Regions from separate parts of the Mus musculus genome. Here region 1 is linked to region 2. A link is a contact called in public HiChIP or PLAC-seq data. All regions are on one chromosome and are shown on one strand. Each heading gives the region's core, a stretch centred on a gene start, on an enhancer-like site or on the middle of the called end of the contact. The rest is flanking DNA. Distances are from core to core; before and after follow the strand shown.

Evidence for each region. HiChIP or PLAC-seq counts read pairs in DNA pulled down with a chosen protein or histone mark.
Region 1: a contact with region 2 is called in a FOXA1 HiChIP or PLAC-seq map of pancreatic cancer cells. The contact joins the promoter of Phtf1os here to the enhancer-like site in region 2. A contact is called at or near these places in 6 of 39 promoter capture datasets (the 3T3-L1 cell line, the C10 cell line, embryonic stem cells and 3 more), 1 of 15 datasets of contacts at CTCF or cohesin (CD8 T cells), 3 of 484 Hi-C or Micro-C datasets (embryonic stem cells, granulocytes and myeloid progenitors), 6 of 115 datasets of contacts at active chromatin or transcription factors (CD8 T cells, the SCID.adh cell line, effector CD8 T cells and 3 more) and 3 of 9 other capture datasets (adipose tissue, liver and macrophages).

What each region holds. Positions count from the first base shown.
Region 1 is chr3:103,967,032-103,969,731 of GRCm38.p6, reverse strand. Phtf1os (putative homeodomain transcription factor 1, opposite strand) reads left to right here and starts at 1,416. Exons shown (of 1, transcript NR_030676.1): 1 at 1,416-2,700. It overlaps Phtf1 (putative homeodomain transcription factor 1), which reads right to left and starts at 1,474. Exons shown (of 19, transcript NM_013629.2): 1 at 945-1,474; 2 at 602-677. The coding sequence starts at 646.
Region 2 is chr3:103,758,378-103,761,077 of GRCm38.p6, reverse strand. It overlaps Hipk1 (homeodomain interacting protein kinase 1), which reads left to right. Exons shown (of 16, transcript NM_010432.2): 7 at 421-583; 8 at 2,318-2,543. Among named protein-coding and RNA genes, the nearest start is that of Gm15886, 12 kb to the left of the region's middle. Within about 2 kb of position 1,282, at least 54 of the 459 cell types and tissues checked have an H3K27ac peak or open chromatin away from gene starts, as enhancers often do. A contact at or near this core is called in pancreatic cancer cells, where this site is marked.

The DNA.
Region 1 (2,700 bases), core at 167-2,666, 210 kb before region 2:
TAAATGATGCAAAGGCAATCTTTGTATCTAAGTCAAACCTCACAAGGCCATGAATCTATTAAATATGGTATCTGGAAAGTGGGTTTCTTACATATTAAGTTCATATTCCCCAGGGATGTTTTAAAAAAAAAGAAAGAAAAAAAAAAAAAGGCTGAATCTAAAAAGTGAAAAAAGCAACCCTCCAAATATTTTACACTAAAGATCACCTAAAATTCCACTCCCTGAAGAAAGCATCAATGGGAATCAGAGAGGAAGAAAAGGTAAGGAGCAGCTCAATCAGACGATAGTAACAATCTGAGCCATGCAGATAAGGATTTCATTCTTGTCTTTATAAAAAAAAAAAAAAATTAAAAGACTGATAATTTGCAAAAGCAAAGCATTGTAGTAGTTCGTGTATGCTGCCTTGAGAAAGGTGACTTACAGCTCACTTCCTAGAACCTAAAACTGTGTTTATAATGACTTTGCACATCATTTTTTATAATTATGTTGAGATGTTATATAAGAACATGTGATATTACCAAACTTAAGGAAAGTTAACAATATTCTTTAAGGGAGTTTTTTGCAGGGAGTATGGTTTACAAACAAAAACTACTGTTGTTACCTTCTTCTGATACCATGATATAGCATCTCTCTCATTTGAGGCCATCTGTGTCTCCAGCCAGAGAAATGGGATCTCACTGAAAACGAAGGAAATATCTCGGTAAGTCCAGTTGTTTCAGGTCATTGTCCCGTTTGGGGGTATGGCTTAAAATCTGCTTCTCTCAGTCTCTCCATTAGCTAGCTGCTCTTACTCAGGGTGTTCGCCAGAAAGAGGTGGGGGGAGGGGGAAATAGGCGAAACAGCATCCGAGAAGCCTCTGCACCACCCAGCACAAGAATGGATGCGGGGACAGCAAGTACCCGAGCTGGCCTCCCGCGCCCTCTGCCTCCCCGCGGCCGGCTCACCTGGTGCCCGCTGCCAGGCAGGCTGCCGGCCGGGCCCCCGCTGCTCAGTGACCCCCGCCGGACCGAGAGGCCGGGGGCGAGGCGGCGGGCCCGGCAGGCCGCATCTTCCCCCAGAGGCCCGGCCGTCCGCCTGGCCGTTACCATGGAGACCGCGGCGGCCAGCCCTGCCCCGGAGGCAGCCCAGCGTCCTGCGCCGGGAGGAGCGCAGCCTGCAGCCACAGACGCCCGACCTAGGCGGCCACAGAACAGGCCATGGGAGAAGCCAGGAGCCAACTGGGGAATGAGCAGAAGGAAGCGGGAAGGGTGCCTTCGCCAGCCACCTCGGCACCCGCAAGGGCTGGGTGCCCGGCTGGAAGCCAGCAGACGGCCCCGGGCCGGAGCAACGGCGCGCGTCCTCCGTGAGGGACGGGCCGCAGCTCCACAAGCTCTCGATGCGATCGGCCGCTTCCGCCTTCCGGCTCCGCCCCCGGCCGCCTTCCCGCCGCTCTGGCTGCCCGGAGGAAGAAGCCGACAGCCGCCTCGCGTGTAACCCTCGACGCTTAACGGAAAGTCACCTCAGAAACGACCCTCCCAGTACCCGTCGGTCCCCGGGAGGCTGGTCCCGATGTTCCAGAGGTTCCTGTGCGGGTCTGTAGCATTTAGCGTGGTGTTTACTTCATGTCCTTGTCTCCTTTGGGGGGACGAGACTAGTGCAGGGCACGAGCCTTCGCTCGAGTTCTCCGTTCTTGTTGGATGGACAAATGTTGGTGAATTTGCGCGGCCTGGAACGCGGACAGGCTGCCTGTGGCCCAGTGGTTCCTCCTTCGGCTCTCGGCAGCTCTGGGACAAAGGCTTTCTGCTGCCCACACAACACTAAGGGGATGCACAGGGCTCGGACTGCACTGGGACTTCCCCCAAATCGGAGAAAATGGCTGTTTATAGTGATTTAAAGAGAGGTCCAGAGAAAGGGCAACTGCACTCTAATGTAAATATAAATATGTATACCCACAGGGTTTCTAAGCTGTTCTTGTCTCTACACATTTGTGTGCACCTTAGTGGTTTGTTTCCAGGGGCCACTGTCTTGAACTTATTAAAAGCTAAGTCCTTTCTTGCCCTAGGCACTAAGCATTTAGTTGATGTAAGGCTAAAAATGGGTAATAGTTACCACTTAGGCAGTCTCCAGCCATTAAAACAGCATCAAATGAAAGTTATCCATACTGTGAAACGACTAAAATGTTAACACCCATAGGAATTATTTTTAAAAATTGCCTCACCCATTGGCAGTGATCCCCACTGTATACCCCTTAACTGTTCAGGGTTAAATAAAAAGCTGTTGAGCCTTAACAGCCCCTTCAGTGCTGCTGGACAGTGGAGCTCAAGGCAACAACCAACTCATTTTGGTAAATGACCTCAAAAAATTACTGTTAAGACCTAAATTTAACACTAATAACAAAAGCATTTGGCTTCATTGCCAAACACACGAGAGGTTTTCTGGGCTGTGGCTGTACTTTGAGGAATAGAATTGGTGGTACAGCTGCAAATTATTTTTCAGGAACCCTGGTAAAAATTTTCAGTGTTTTATTAGGATGCTGCTGTGTAAGGCCAAGCTTTGAACCCCCCAAAAAACATTCAGGCCCCAGCTCCCAGTAATGAACTGTCATTTTAGGAAATTGACTTAACAAGTCTGTTTTCTCACCAGTGTTGTGGAGATAATTAACCCCCTCCTATCTATGAGAACTGATGAAATACTGAGACCCTTCTAAGACCTAAATGCTGT
Region 2 (2,700 bases), core at 33-2,532:
AGTATGGGGTAGTCGGGTGTGCCACTGTGTCCACACAGCAGCCAGTGAGTATGGGGTCGGGTTGTGCCGCTGTGTCCACACAGCAGCCAGTGAGTATGGGGTCGGGTGTGCCGCTGTGTCCACACAGCAGCCAGTGAGTATGGGGGTCGGGCTGTGCCGCTGTGCCTCGGTGGAGTTGCCATCTTATTTCCAGGGCGCTGCCAGGTCAGCAGTCATTTTGTTGCTGGTAAATTGACTCACTGGTGCTTTTCTTTCTAAAAGCTGTGGGCTTAGAGAGAGGTGTCGATTTTTCTTCTTGTTAGAACAACCCTTGGTTCTTCTTTCTGAAAATATTTGGAAACAAATACTTTGTTCCATGTCTGTTTTGAATTTTTTGTTTTAACTCCAGCATTCATTTAGTGTATTTCTAATCTTTTTCAGCGTTAAGTCCTGTTTCCAGAACATGGAGATCTGCAAGCGGAGGGTTCACATGTATGACACAGTGAGTCAGATCAAGAGTCCCTTCACTACACATGTCGCTCCAAATACAAGCACAAATCTAACCATGAGCTTCAGCAACCAGCTCAACACAGTGCACAATCAGGTACAGTGAGGGACTGTGGGAACTCGAGCCTAGGTGGGGCAGAGGCAGTAAGAGAGACCAGTCCTATGCTGCTATTTCTGTTGCTTCTTTAGCATTTTCTGTGTGAGGGCCTGGGCAAGATGGCTCATCAGGTAAAAGTCCTTGCCGTGCAAGCCTGGGGGCCTCAGTTTGATCATGAAAAGTCATGGTAGAAAACTTAATTTCCAAAAGTTGTCCTCAGACTGTAGAACACGCATGCCCACACTCACAGGTATCATGCATGTGTGATAATAATGCAGGCCAGTTTCGGGCTCAGTCTTCTCTGTTATGAAGAAAAGAATTGGCAAACATAATAAACGACCAAATAGATGTACCTGCCAGCCATATTCGGACAGTATTTAAATACATGTCCTTATAAGACTTAGTGTACATGGGCTCTGAATATTGAATTACTTGTTGCTGCTAGATTACTAAGCTTGATCAAGTAATTTACTCTTTTGCAATAGGATTTTATATGTACTCATATACATAAAATAAATAAACCTTTTAAAAAAGGTGGCATTATATTTGCTTGCTAATAAGAAAAGTCTCTCTAAAAATGTAAGCTCAGTTTTTTAGTTTGGTGTACTTTTTAAAAACCTGTAAGTGCTTATGAGTTTCAGTGGACTCTCCTATGAAGCATGCTGCTGACATAGCTGAGCTTTGTGTCATCACTTCCCAGACAGCACCAGCGTAACCATGTGTCACTCCTCATGTGCTGACTCACCTTCCCTTCATAGTACCACTCTCTGCTTGCTTATTTCTGGTTCTGGAGATGGAATCTAGGCAAACACTGTATTACCGTATTCCTGAGCTGTGTATCCCTAGCCCTGGAAAACTTAGAGAGTTATTTCAAAGATAACTAGTATTACATTTTAAAGTTTTGTTCTGGGCTGACAAGATGGCCCCATCATGAGGAAGGGTGCTTGCTGCCACGCCTCACACCCTGACTGTTACTCCCAGAACCCATATGGTAAGAAGCGAGCTCTGACCCTCCCTCAAGTCGTCCTTTGACATCATTTGCACATGGTGCAATAAACAAATAAATGCTTTAAAAAGATAAAAGGCTATAAAGCTGGATGTAGTGCTGTACACCTTATTCAGGCAGAGAGAAGTAGACATGTCTCTGAGGTCTCAGCCAGCCTGTCTAACATAATGAATTCTAGGCCTTCTAGAACTACATAGGAAGACCTTGTTTTAAAAAACAAAACAAAGTAAACAAACCTTTTGTTTTTAGTTTTTATTTTTTAAGACTAGGGATATAGCTCAGATGACAGTGCTTGCTAGCATGCATGGCCCAACATTATATCCTCTGCATTGCAAAAGCAAGTATGGTGGTACACCTTAAGTCCCATATCCAGATGATGAGACGGGAGGATCAAAAGTTCAAATGTCACTCTTGGATAGATAAGGAGTTTGGTGCCAGCCTGGACTACATGAGAGTCAGCCTCAAAAGTTTTTCTTTAAAAAAAAAATTTGAGAGCTAGGAGGGCAGGGTGTGTGAGTAATGGCACATGCCTTTAGTCCCAGCACTTGGAAAGGAAAAGACAGGGGGATCTCTGTGAGTTCAAGGCCAGCGTTGTCTACAAAGTGAGTTCTAGATCAGCCTTGGGTGCACAGACAAACCCTGTATGGAAAAACAAAACAATGAAGAAGATGTGCATATTGTGTACGTCCATCTTCTAATACCGTCTCTGTGTGATCTTGCTGTTTCAGGCCAGTGTTCTAGCTTCCAGCTCTACTGCAGCAGCAGCTACCCTTTCTCTGGCTAATTCAGATGTCTCGCTGCTAAACTACCAATCGGCTTTGTACCCATCGTCGGCAGCGCCAGTTCCTGGAGTTGCCCAGCAGGGTGTTTCCTTACAACCTGGAACCACCCAGATCTGCACTCAGACAGATCCATTCCAGCAAACATTTATAGTATGCCCACCTGCTTTTCAGAGTAAGTACAGAAACTCTTCCCTCTGTGGAATTAGACATTGGACTTACCTGCTCTAGAAGATCTAGTTGTTCAGTTCTGATCTTTGACAAGTTTAAACTCTGATGTAGATGACTGAAATTGGGAGCTGCCATATAGATTTTTTTCCCTTTTCATTGAT